Regions from separate parts of the Mus musculus genome. Here all the other regions are linked to region 1. A link is a contact called in public HiCAR-type and HiChIP or PLAC-seq data. All regions are on one chromosome and are shown on one strand. The core of a region is the stretch at or near the end of the contact, and the rest is flanking DNA. Distances in the headings are between cores, read along the strand shown. Region 1 holds the start of Zfp280c (zinc finger protein 280C). Region 2 holds the start of Apln (apelin). Region 3 holds the start of Enox2 (ecto-NOX disulfide-thiol exchanger 2).

The links. HiCAR-type assays count read pairs that join an accessible place to other places. HiChIP or PLAC-seq counts read pairs in DNA pulled down with a chosen protein or histone mark.
Region 2: an H3K4me3 HiChIP or PLAC-seq map of embryonic limb bud shows a contact between it and region 1, with 5 times the contacts expected there. The contact joins the promoter of Apln here to the promoter of Zfp280c in region 1. A contact is called at or near these places in 1 of 39 promoter capture datasets (pre-B cells), 3 of 115 datasets of contacts at active chromatin or transcription factors (embryonic limb bud, pancreatic cancer cells and pro-B cells) and 2 of 9 other capture datasets (adipose tissue and liver).
Region 3: a HiCAR-type map of embryonic stem cells shows a contact between it and region 1, with 3 times the contacts expected there. The contact joins the promoter of Enox2 here to the promoter of Zfp280c in region 1. A contact is called at or near these places in 1 of 39 promoter capture datasets (embryonic stem cells) and 2 of 115 datasets of contacts at active chromatin or transcription factors (astrocytes and embryonic stem cells).

Annotation. Positions count from the first base shown.
Region 1 is chrX:48,590,374-48,594,459 of GRCm38.p6, reverse strand. It overlaps Zfp280c (zinc finger protein 280C), which reads left to right and starts at 1,902. Exons shown (of 19, transcript NM_153532.4): 1 at 1,902-2,787.
Region 2 is chrX:48,033,380-48,037,823 of GRCm38.p6, reverse strand. It overlaps Apln (apelin), which reads left to right and starts at 2,971. Exons shown (of 3, transcript NM_013912.4): 1 at 2,971-3,385. The coding sequence starts at 3,319.
Region 3 is chrX:49,286,070-49,290,039 of GRCm38.p6, reverse strand. It overlaps Enox2 (ecto-NOX disulfide-thiol exchanger 2), which reads left to right and starts at 1,798. Exons shown (of 16, transcript NM_001271447.1): 1 at 1,798-1,939; 2 at 3,136-3,195. Gm39513 (a long non-coding RNA gene) reads right to left here and starts at 3,124. Exons shown (of 2, transcript XR_882305.2): 1 at 1,750-3,124.

The DNA of each region.
Region 1 (4,086 bases), core at 653-3,152:
TCGCCCCTCTTTTCCCCTCCTCCTGTCCTTCCTTCTTCTCTTCCTCCCGCTGCTCCTCCTTCTCCTCTGAGCTCCGGACGTCCTGCAGCGGTCTGGGTAAGTCTCCCCGCGTCTCCCCGCTTCGAAGGTGAGCGAAGCGGCAGCGATGCGAGCCCAAGGCTTCCGTGCCCTGGATAGTAGGGACCCGAAGCCCGATGGTGCACGGCCCACCATCTTGTTTCAGGCCCCGGGAAGGGAAAGGTCGCCTGGGCAACGCGGAGCATGGGGTGCTTGTGGCGATCGCCGGCGGCTGCCTCCCAGGCCTGGACCGGGCATGGGTGGCCGCGTGGGCCCGGGTTGGGCGCTAGCCTGGCCTCCGAAGGCCTGGGAGGCTGTCCGGGCCCCAGGACCTCTCTGGCTTTGCTTTCTGGAGTCAGCCCCTGGGGCTCTTTTGTACATTGGATAGCGACGGGACCCCCCCCCCCCCCCCCCCCGGCTGCGGATCTCTTCAGTCTTGGGAAAGGCTGATGGTGCATGCCGAACGAACTTTCCACCCTCGGGCTCCTGCGGCCCTTAAGTTATACCTTACCCCTTACCCAGAACTGCTAGCGGGTTTGCCATGCTAGTAGGGCACGGCATTCTTCCCAAAGGAACTGCCCTTCTCTGTCACAGAAATCTTTCTCTCCGCGGGTTATTGTCTAGATTCTAGAAAATAAAAAACCCAGACTGGAGAGACGTGGACTTAGATGCACGATTTTCCATCAGTAAGCTGTGCAGGGTTTTTCGTTTTTAAGCAACGGGGGAAGCATTTCATTCGGAGGAGGAAAGCCTGCTGCAGACATGGAGTCCCTTTCAATGCTCCTCAAGTTTGAATTCTTTTAGGAAGAAGTCTCAATGTGAAGTGAAGCAGTTTCTCCCAGATGTGGAAGATCTTTATCCAAGGACCTCTCTTTGTTTGAGAGGATCAGCTAAGTCTATGAGCTTGAATTTTTGATTTTGTTGTTTGGGGGTTGGATTATCAGTTTCAGTGCCTTTTAGCTCCTCTAAAACTGTATTTGATACATAAATCCAGTTTTAAGCTACAAAAGTTTCCTAGGTATTTGTGAGGTGCCTAAAAGAGATACAGTGTGATTCAAGCCATCTTAAAGTAAAATAAATAAATAAATAAAAATAAAAGAAACACTGTATCTACGAAGGTGCTAATCTGTGCCTTTGCTTTAATAGCCATACAAATGCAATTGTGATAACATTTGATTGAGTGTTTGTTTGCTGCCACTCCTCTACAGGGTTGTAAGGTATTAAAGAACTGTTTTGAGATGAAGAACTAGCTTCAAGAGGTTTTGTGGTCAGTAAATAGAGCCACTTGTGGTGGTTTTAAAATTACCTGTGTGTGAGTCTGTGTGTGTGTGTGTGTGTGTGTGTGTGTGTGTGTGCGCACGCACACACACACACACACACACACACACACACACACACACACACACACACGTTTGTCCTCACAATTTGAAGGTCAGATGACAACATGGTAGTTGTAAGTTCTCACTTTCTACTGTCTAGGTCCCACAGGTAGATCTCTGATCATCATTTTGGGGAACAGACCCCCTTACTTACTGAGCCAGTCTCCAGACCTCCTGCTGTTTGGGTTTATTTGTTTGTTTTTGAGAGGGTCTCATATAGCCTTGTATTTGATATGTAACTAAGGCTATCCATGAACTCCTGATCCTGCTGCCTCAGGATTCCAGCTAAGAGCCTTCATCCCTGTCACCTTAAAACCAGTTCTTATTTATTTAATTTTTTTTTACAGTCCAGATTTTATCCCCCTCCCGGTCCACCATCTTACGGTTCCACATCCCATACCTCCTCCCCCCCATCTCCACGAGAATGTCCCCATCCCCCCACCCCCACCTCACCAGACCTCTCCACTCCCTGAGGGAGGACTCCAGTTTCTTGAGGGTTAAATGCATCTTAAAACCAGTTCATACGCCAGTACTTTCTAGCTTTTGCCTAAGGTTCAATTCATTAAATAATGCCTCATTTATTTTATAGGCATGTCGAAGTTCCAGAGAAAGAAAAGCAAGGAGGTTTGCCTAAAATTTTTAAGAAGTGTTACTCAATTCCCATCTCTACATTTAAAAAAAATCATTTTCCTATTTTTTAATACTTATTATATATACAGCATCCGAACTGCATATATGCCTGCAGGCCAAAAGATGGCATCGGATCCCATTACAGATGGTTATGAGCCACCATGTGGTTGCTGGGAACTGAACTCAGGACCTCTGGAAGAGCATCTTGAGTTCTGGAAGAGCCACATGTGCTGAGCCATCTCTCCAGCCTCTTGTCGCTACAGTTTTTAAAGATGTTATATTGTTTGTACATTTTAGCATTTGAATAATACTATATCCAAGTACGTTTAAAAGCTGAAGAAGAGCATTGGAAAAAGTACTGATAATGAAGAACTGCCAACCTCAGCTTTTCCTATTTAATCCCTTTGCTCCAGTTTCCTAAAATTCCCAATATAGGCTGGCCTTTTCAGCCCAGCGTTTCGCCACTTAACATTACCTTTTTATGAAGGGAAGGGATTCTACGCCTTCCTATTCTTCCACTTATTTTATTTTTCTAGGAGAACACTTAGAACCATACAGAATTTTTGGAAGTACTAGGGATCAATTTGTATATATTAATTATAGCTGAATAATTTTTTTCTTTCTGTTTTCAGGGAGGACTTTGTCTTTCTGGAGCCAGGAAGGTGATGTAATTGCTACCACCAAACCTGAGAACTTGAGCTCAATCGCAAGGACCCATATGGTAGGAGAGAAACAACCCCTTTAGGTTGTCTTCTGACTTTCACACACACACACACACACACACACACACACACACACACACACACACATTTTGAACGATAATTGGTTTTTAGATTAAATTAACTAGTACTTTAGGAAGCCTTGACAAACCCAGTAACTTGAATAAAAATGTACCTCTAGGCTTTTAAAATTTATTCTCTACAAATTGCTTTTACTTTAATAATTGACATAAAGATAAAAGGGTTACAGCAACAGCTATTTGATAACAATTTAGACATGATACTCCTTTTTTATACCATCAAGGCACGATGGTGCATACCTGTGATCTCAGCAGTTGGGAGGCAGAAGCAGGAGGATCACAGCACGTTTAAAGCCAGACCAGTGTACAATTAAACCTTCAAGCTAACCAGGGTAACAAAACCCTGACTCAGAGAGAGAAAGAGGAACAGTATGAAGTGGGAGGAGAGAGAGGAAGAGAAAAGTGGGGAATGAAAATATAAACAAATGCATTTAATTCTTTTTCTATTGTCTATGCATGTGTGTATGTACACACACACGCACCTGCATGCACAAGTATGCCAAAGCATTCATGTAATGGTTAAAGGACAACTTACATAGTTGGTTTTCTCCTTCCATTATGTAAACTCCAAGGATTGAACTCAGATAATCAGGCTTGGTGGCAAGTGTCTTTACTCACTGAGCCATCTGCCTTACCTAACTAAGGCATTTTAGGAGCTGAGATGTCTGCTTTTTCCTCTCAATCCTAAGTATAAATCCCAGGCTGTTGTGCGTGCTAAGTAAATGCTCTGTTGTTGAGCTACATACCAGCTCTTGATTTTCCAAGCCCAAGTTTTACTATGTAGCTCAGGCCAACCCTGAACCTTCCTGTATAGCTTAGCCTAGCCTGTAATTTATGATTTTTGTGCATCACCCTCTCATTGTAAACTATATGGTGTGTGTATGAGGACTCAAGATACAATTTAAACTGAAATTCTTTTTAATGAAGAATGAAACTGAAATTTAAGAATTTAAACTGAAATTCTTTTTAATGAAGAATGAAAAATTGAATTCTATTCAATTTTTTTTGGTTTTTGGTTTTGTTTTTTGTTTTTTTTGTTTTTGAGACAGCGTTTCTCTGTGTAGCCCTGGCTGTCCTGGAACTCACTTTGTAGACCAGGCTGGCTTCAAACTAAGAAATCCGCCTGCCTCTGCCTTCTGAGTGCTGGGATTAAAGGCGTGTGCCACCACGCCTGGCTCAATTTTTGATTAATGTAACACTTGTTTTTAAAGGTCCAAATAG
Region 2 (4,444 bases), core at 1,722-4,221, 560 kb after region 1:
GGATCTCCTGCATGTGAGACAAGGCCCAGACTCATTTTCTCCTTTTTATTCAGTCTAAGACACTTCCTACTCAGGATTTGTGCCACCCACATTCAGAGTGGCTCTTCCAATGTCAGATAAATCTCGCTAGAAATGCCTTATAGACACACCTAGAGGTTTCCTTCTTAGGTGACTCGGTACTCCATCAAGTTGACAATCTATCACAAGACCGAAAGGTAAGAAAAGAACATGGGAGCTGGGTGTGGTGGTACAGGCTCTCAACTCCAGCACTTGGGAGGCAGAGGCAGGCATATCTCTGAGTTTGAGGCCAGCCTGATCTATAGAATTAGTTCCAGGACAGCCAGGGCTACACAGAGAAACCTTTTCTCAGAAATAGAAGAAAAGAACATTGGACTGTTTCTTCAACCTCTTTTATAAGAGCTCCAACTCACTCATGAGGATAGAGTCTTCATAAATTAGTTACCTTCCAAAAAGCTCCTTTGAAAACTATCACCTGGGGGTTTAGTTCCAACAAGAGTTTAGAGGGATATATACCTGTACTGTGCAGAAGAAGCCTGGAAGCCTCAAAGGGGCATCTGGAGCCACACTGCATAGGTAAGGAATTGAGGAGCAGAATTTAAAATTGTTAACCAAAATCTCAGGTTAGGAAAATAAAAAGACACACTGCGCATACAAATCCACAGTACACAGAGGTAAGTAAGTTAACTGAGCAGCTAAAGAGCCGATGGTAATGATGTAAGAGACCATGGAACTGTATAGTACATTGCTGATGTGGGGGGACTAATGACACACTGCTCTCACGGAGGACAGCCATCTCATCTCTGTTCCCAACAATACATACACCAGGCTGTGTCCCCTGCCTCACATGGATGCTAACTCTTGTCAATGGGCCATGTTCTATGCTGCTTAGTACCGTAGCCACCAGCAATGCATATATGGCTCAAGCAAGTGAAATATGGCCAGTATGACCAAGGGACTGAAATTTTAACTTTGTTTAGAATGTGGTTATTATCTATCATATTAGAAAGCAGTATTCTAGCCACTCAGCGAAAGTCATGCACATCCCAGTAAACATGCAATAAAATATGAAAGTTTCTATTAAGTTTTGAGAGGCACTTATTTACATGTGCACAGGCTTGCTCCGTCAGGAACGGGAGCTATGTGTTTCCTAATAGTGACTCTGTGAGGGCTTCTCACTTTGTACAGTGCCTTCAGACACATGATCTCATTTGTCCCTATAGCACCATGGAGTGGGAAGAGCAGAGATTATCCTTGCCTAAGATCCAGTAAGTGTAGGTAAGGGCAGTGATGGCCTACAGCAGCTACATCTAGAAGACAATGTTTCTCGTTCTCACTGAACTGTTCTTTCCTGTAGGAGAGGGGAAAAAAGAGTGACATTCTACCCATGCTGGCTGTTCATATTCAGGGTCCCTCAGGTGAAGAGAGATTCTTCCTGGTTCCTCTTCTATTCAATATGGCCAGTTGGACCGCAGACGACCATCAAGAACCCCACCTTATTCCCATCTGACTCCCTTGACTTATTTGAATAGTTACTCTTATATTCAGAATCATATATTCTGAAGCCCGTTAGCTCTGAGGCTGTGTTCTGGGCCTGGAGCTGCATATATATATATATAAAAGGTCACTTTCTTGTGGACAGTTTTGGCAGAGAGACTGATAAATGTATGTATTGGAACGTTGTAACATTTCAAAGATATTTCATACTAATATAGCATACCATTTCACATCTTCTGCGGTACAGAGAAACCCTGTCCAATGTACCTTTTGTGTACATTTGGATGTACACATGGAGCAAACTGCCTGGCTTGCTGCAAGGTGGGAACACCTTTTGATTTAGTCTTTTAATATGTGTTGAGTGCCACCTATGTGCAGAGAATGATATTGGGGACTTTGGAGAGACCTGGAAGATTGGGACCGTTAGGGTCCTGTCTTAAAGAGTTCCCAATCTGGTGCATTTCTTTGGGGGAATCCCAGGCTGTAAAAGGAGCTAAGCATCTAGAGTAGAAAGGCAAATGACTCCAGGCCCTCTTATAATAGGGAATCCCAGTTGAGTGTAAAAGAAATCCAGCTGAGTTTGGAAGGAGCTGGGAGGATCCTCCCTACAACGAGACAAAACTAAGTTGGGGTCAGCTCCAAGCAGCAAGAAGGGGAACATGGTAGAACCTGCAGAATGCCTCCCCACAGTAAAGAGGAACCAGGGGGTAGCATCTCAGGTTGGGCAGGGACAGAACGGTGGCCTTTAGATTGGGTGGGATATTGAGGTTTTGCTGTATGCATAAAGAGCTTGGTCACCGAGCCCACCAGTCCAGGTAGAAGGTACTCGCTAGGGGACAGCAGGAGATATGAATGGTGGTTACCTAAGTTTTATGCACAACCTAGGCAATCACCCCCAATTCTAATTCAGTTGAAGATGCAGAGGAAAAAGGCGGAGTAGGGGAGGTCTTGAGCAAACCCATACTTGCGAATGCAGTGTCAAGGAAAGAAAAAAAAACATAGTTAGATTCGGAAATGGAGGGAGGGTGTTGTGGGCAGCCCAAATAGGGTCCTTCTGCAAACGCCCAGGTATCCTGACAGCTGTTAAGGAAACCCAGGTGAGAAAGGGTTAAGAGTGCCCCTCACTGTTTCAAATGGTTTACGTGTTTGAAATCCTTCAGGTCTCTACAAACCCTCTGGACCCCGGCCAGGCAGGCATTGTCCGGGGAGCAGTTGTGGGTTGTCCGAGCAGCCGCTCGGCCTTTGTTGTGGGGCCACCTCTGGGTTCTCTCTCGCGCCCTGGATAGGGCTGCAGCATGCTTCCCGGGAGGGGGGCGGTGCGGGAGGCTCACTCCCTCTCCCTCTTCCTGCCTCTCTTCCCCCCCCCCCCAACCCCCCCGCCTCCTAATGACCACATGACCAAGTGGGCTCGCGGCCAAACCACAAGCTACAAAATGCAGACCCCGAAGTGAGCAGGGAAGCATTCTCTCTAACAGCCTGGACCAACGGGTAGTTGGGAGTCGCGGGCAGAGCAGCGTCAGCCACTTAGAGAGTTTTTGCCGCCGACCCGAAGCCACCAAGGCCAGCTTCGCGGCGCTGCCCCGCGGCGGCAGAGAAGGCTGCACCAAGAGCAGAGGCAGCGAGCAGGAGTGGGGCAGGCAGCCAGCGGTGCGGCTGGGGCGCTCACCCTCCCGCGGTCCGGGAGCCACGCGAGCTCCGTGCCCGCACGCGCCAGCCCCGGCTCGCGCCTTTCTTTGCGTCCGGGTGCCCTGCCTCTCCGCCCACTCGCCGGCTCCTCTGGGCTGCCGCGGACCGAGTTGCAGCATGAATCTGAGGCTCTGCGTGCAGGCGCTGCTGCTGCTCTGGCTCTCCTTGACTGCAGTTTGTGGAGGTGAGTGCGTGCCCTCCTGCTCGCTTGGGGCTCTCCCGAGGTGCAGCCTGCGCGGTCCTCTCTTTCCGCCCCACGCGCGCTCTTCCCGCCTCCAGGGAAACATGGTGCGAGCCTTGCAGGAGCAGCCACGCGCCAGCCACACCGGGAGGCCTATTGACAGGGCATCTGGGGCCACGGGGCGACATGCCATGTAGGCTTTGCTTCCTAGGACAGCGCGCGCGGGAGGGGGGGGTGTTTCATGATTACCTTGCATATCACCACTTAGCCCCCAGCCCCATGCCCCTCGTAGTTTAAAGTACTTAGGACCACAAACTTACACCTTATGTCCTGCACCCTGCACCCCAAGTGGGGGTGGGGGGAGAGGATGGCGGTATGTCCAGCTCACCTCGTGAATCAGTGGAGGTGGCTGACCTGAGCTGAGTGGGGTCAGGACTCCATGTTGAAGGTCTCTGGGTCTTAGAGTTTAGGGGCCGCTGGCCAGTCCAGGGGCTCAAGCTACTGGAGATGATGTGCCAACATGTAGACGTGACACTTGTTGCATAGTCAGGAGCACGCTGCGGGAGCGGGGGCGGGGGCGACCGCAGTGGCTAGTGGATCCCAGCTGTTGCTCCTTTAGCCTATGTGTAAGCAGAGGCAGCGTCCTTAAGGCAGATCTGGACTGGACAGAGCCAGGCTTATCTTCTGTACTCCAAGGTCCTGGATGATTTTGTTCTCTGCTCCATTGTGGGACACCTGGCCCCACAGCGTTCATCTCTCCGGAGACTTGCTTCTTCTTTATTCTGGCTTCCCCTTCCACTCTTGTCTCAGGTATAACTTCGGTCCCCAGTCTCCCGGTACCAAAACCCAGGAAACACAGGAACTTGATCTGATAACCTCGGTGCAGCTCTGGGAAACGGAATCCCTTCACCTCTACCTGTATTAACCCCCTACCTGGAAATTCTCCACACCAATAGATAATCCCTTGTCTACTTCAGTCCCCGGGTCCTCAGTGTCCCAACAGCCCCTGCCCGGTCTGCCTGTCCTCTGTGGGTCAGAGCCTCCTGGGGCTGCCAGCTCCCA
Region 3 (3,970 bases), core at 549-3,048, 700 kb before region 1:
GGAACACGAATTTGTAATGTCCTCATGATTCCCTGAATTTCCTCACTATCTGTTGTAATTTCTCCCCTTTCATCTCTAATTTTATTAATTTGTATCATCTTTCTCTTTCTTTTAATTAATTTACAATCCCTTAATGTTTGTTTGCTTTGAAACACAGTCTCACTATGTATCTTTGGCTGGCTTGGAACTCATTATGAAAAGCAGTCAAACTTTGAATTCATAGAGGCTTGCCTGCTTCTACATCCTTAGTACTGAGAAAGATGTGGACCACCACACCTGGCTCTCTGTTTTCTTTTGCTTTTAATGTAGGCACTTAGTGCTATAAAACTTCCCCTTAGCCTAGCCTTTATCATGTGCTATTTGTTTTGATGTGTTGTTTTCCTTTTCCATCAATTCTAAGAATTAAAAATTTGTCTCCTTGAGTTTTTTGACCAAATTATCATCCAGTAGTGTGTTTTGCTTTTTTGAGTTTGTGTATTTCTTATAGTTTCTATTGCTGTTAATATCTACCCTTATTCTACTGTGATTCAATAAAATGTAGGATATTATTTCAAATTTTCTTTTCTTTGTTTGTTCAGTCTTGATTTGTGTCCTAACATGTTAATTTTGTAGAAGTTTCCATGGGCTGATGAGAAGAATATGTACTCTTTAGTGTCTGAGTGTAATTTCTGTAGATGTCTGTTCAGTCTATTTGATTTTTGATGTTGTGTAAACTCTAGAAATTCTCTGTTTAGTTTTCGTCCTGCTTTTTGGTGGGAGTGGGGTTTTAAGGTCACCTACTTTAAATGTGTTTGCATTAGTATGTGTTTTTAGATCTAATGTGTCTTTTATGAAGTTGGGTCTACTGGTGTTTATCCACCCATTTATTTACTGGTCTCTTGTTACATAGTTTTACTTAAAAGATGTTTTCTTGAAGATATGTAAGATATTTTTCTAGTTGTATTGTGCATCTGTTATGAGCTATAGCATTATACTAGTATATGGCAAAGCCATCAATCTTCAATACAAGAATACAGCTTAACTGCCTATCTATTTAGTAGATTTCTTTTGGTATCTCCACATCACATTTACATATTTAATTATGACAAGTCCTAAAGGAAAATATAATTCCCAATTAGAAGTACCTAGTTTTCTAATGACTCTAACAAAAGGCAAACTTTTACAAGGTATATTTTTAATTAAAAATTTAATCTTAACAAAACGGAAATGTATATGTTCATAGCACATGTGTTTAATTATGCATTTGAAGAGGCTTAGGCAGTAGGATTCTTAATTCAAAGCCAGTTCTAGGCTAGATAGCAGCATTCTTCCTTAAACAAAAAAATCAACCATACTCAGACTTCAAATGAAAATGTCAAATTATAATGCAATGCAAACATTCTTTCTCAAAACATAAATACTTTTCTAGTATTCAAAAGAATCTCGAACATTTATCTGTCTCTACAAGCTCTCTATACCTAAGCTTGAGGGTCCTTGCACACTAAACTACAATACCCATAACACTGTCCTGTATTTCAACTCAGGGTTTTCAGGAAGCTTGGTGTGAGAGGAATTGTGGGTATCTAGAAGAAAGCATTTTGACTTCATCTCCCAGAATCCTCTAGCATCCCTTGATACCTAAGCAAATATTGGATACTTCTGAGGAATAACAGTTTCCTGTGACCTCAAACTACATTTCCCATGAAGACACATGCTCGGGCCTCGCGGTTCTCTGATGCCCTAGCCAATGGGAGAGGCTTCAATAGTCACCTGGTAGGTTAGAGTCCAGCTATTGGGCCCCATTGCCTGGCCTAGGCCATCTAGTAGAAGGTGCACGGTTGGGAAGACAGTTGTGGGGCACACCCCACCCTGAGGGCACTCCGGGTCCAGGAACTTCCGAGCGGGTCCGATTTTCCGCGGCTGTTTAAGGAGTAGCGCTTCGGTAGCCGGGGAGCTGGAGGTCAGCGAGGCAGAAAGCCCGAGTGGCAGTGGCCGGGGACTGTGGGACCGAGGGGGTCTAGGGAGGAGGGTGCTTCCGGGGCCGCAATCTTTGGCGCCTAACTCCGCCCAGCCCGCTTCTTCATGGGTGGTGGGTGCCTTGACTGGAGTTGGGGGGCAGGCACCAGTTGCCTTAGCATCCAAAGCACAAGCACGTCCCCCCTCCTCCCAACTCTTCTCTTATTTCCTACCTCCACCCGCCCCTCTCCCCACCACCCAGCGCAGGCTCCTTCTTAGGATGAGAGAGCCTCCAAAAAGTGGCATCTGGATTCCCCTTCAGGCAGGAGTTGGGTGCTCTGTTCCCGCCTTTAATTTGTTGCTCAGCTCTGAGCACCTACCACTGCAAGTACACACACAAACCCCACTCGACCCCACCCTGCACCCCCGTTTCCTCTAGGCGAGTGGAAATTCCTTGCTAAACCCAGGGCTTGATTTTCTGTCAATTTCCATTTCTGCTTCCTGATAATGAGGTGTTCTCTCTCTCTCTTTCTCTCTCTCAATCTCTTTCTCTTGGCTCATCTCTTTTTACTGGCCTTTTTCAACTAGTCATTGGAGTGGAAAAGGTGTCCTTCAATTTCCAGAAGGGATAGGAAGCAGAAAAAAAAAGAATCTTACTTTTGAGAAATACACAATTAAGGTTCAGTACAGTGTTCTAGTGAGGGTAGAGGGCAAATTGGACCATTTAAAAACCTGGAGCATATTAAGGGCTTCCAGCAAAATCTGATTAACACCAATAGATAGAATTGAGAGGCTGCTTTGTAAAAGTTCTAGCCTAACTCAGAGCTTCCTGACGTCTTGAAACTTACTCTTTCCTTAGAACAATCCTAGTATGCTTTGTGGAAGAGGTTGCCTTTCATTTGGGCTCCAGTGGTTTAAAAGAGATTCAAAAGGAGCATAAGAGGAAGAAAATGCTTCTTGATGATGCAGGACTTGGCGAATAAGAAGTGGGGGATGGAAAAGGAAGGAGTGTATGACAGAGGCACACATGGTTCTAGAAGAGGTATCAGCAGGGATATATTGGGAGATAATACTAGGATAATATTGGGAGATCATAGTGACATGACAGGTAGAAGAATATGCAAAGTTTGAATTTATTCTGTATTGAATAAAATTAAAGACAAAAAAATTAAGACTGGGTGATTTTCCTTTTCATCCTAGGGGAACCTGATTTGAGATCAATTCTTGGAGAACACAAAGAAGTGTGGTGGTATGTTCCAGGTGTGAGTTTAAATATAAGGAGAAACTTTTGTCTTGTAGATGTTTTATTTGTGGCTAATCTTCGCCACAACCTGTATCTGTCAATTAGAAAGCAAAGTGCCATAAACATAATAAGAAATGAGTTTGCTGTCCTTGTGTAGCAGAATACCTGAATTGTAACCATCTGATTAGAAGACAGTATTGACTCCTATTTATTGAGCCCACATAATGTCCAAGAATCATAAGCACTTAGTGACACTGTCTGAGAGTCTTATATGTACTATTATTTCCACTATTTCTCTAGAAGAAGAAACTAAACTGGGTATTTTAAGCAAATATCTAAAGACAAATAGATTAGAGATAATCGAGGTGGAGTTTTGATGTACAAACTTCTGACTTGAACGCCCATGCTCTTCGCCCATGGTTTCCTAGTTCTGATGTGTATTTTTGTTCATGATTTTCCAACTGTGGCAAGGAAAGATTAAGGTACAATTGTTCATCCTGGAAGAAACCCAAATGAGTCATTTGGATTTTTGTGTCAGAGTGTGTCTGCTGTAAAGTCGTTGCCAATACCACATTAGATTAACTGTTATAACCATAGTTGATTATGCCTGCCAAAATTATAGTCAATGTTTCTTTTTCTAAATTAGATGATTCTATACAAAAAATTATGTCCAACCTTTACATCATTTGGGTGTAGACAGTTCTTTGGGTTTTATTTCATTTCAGCTTTTTCAAGGGGACCCAGGTTACTAGATGTCCTCTGGGACCCGAGTACACGTGAAATACAAGAAGA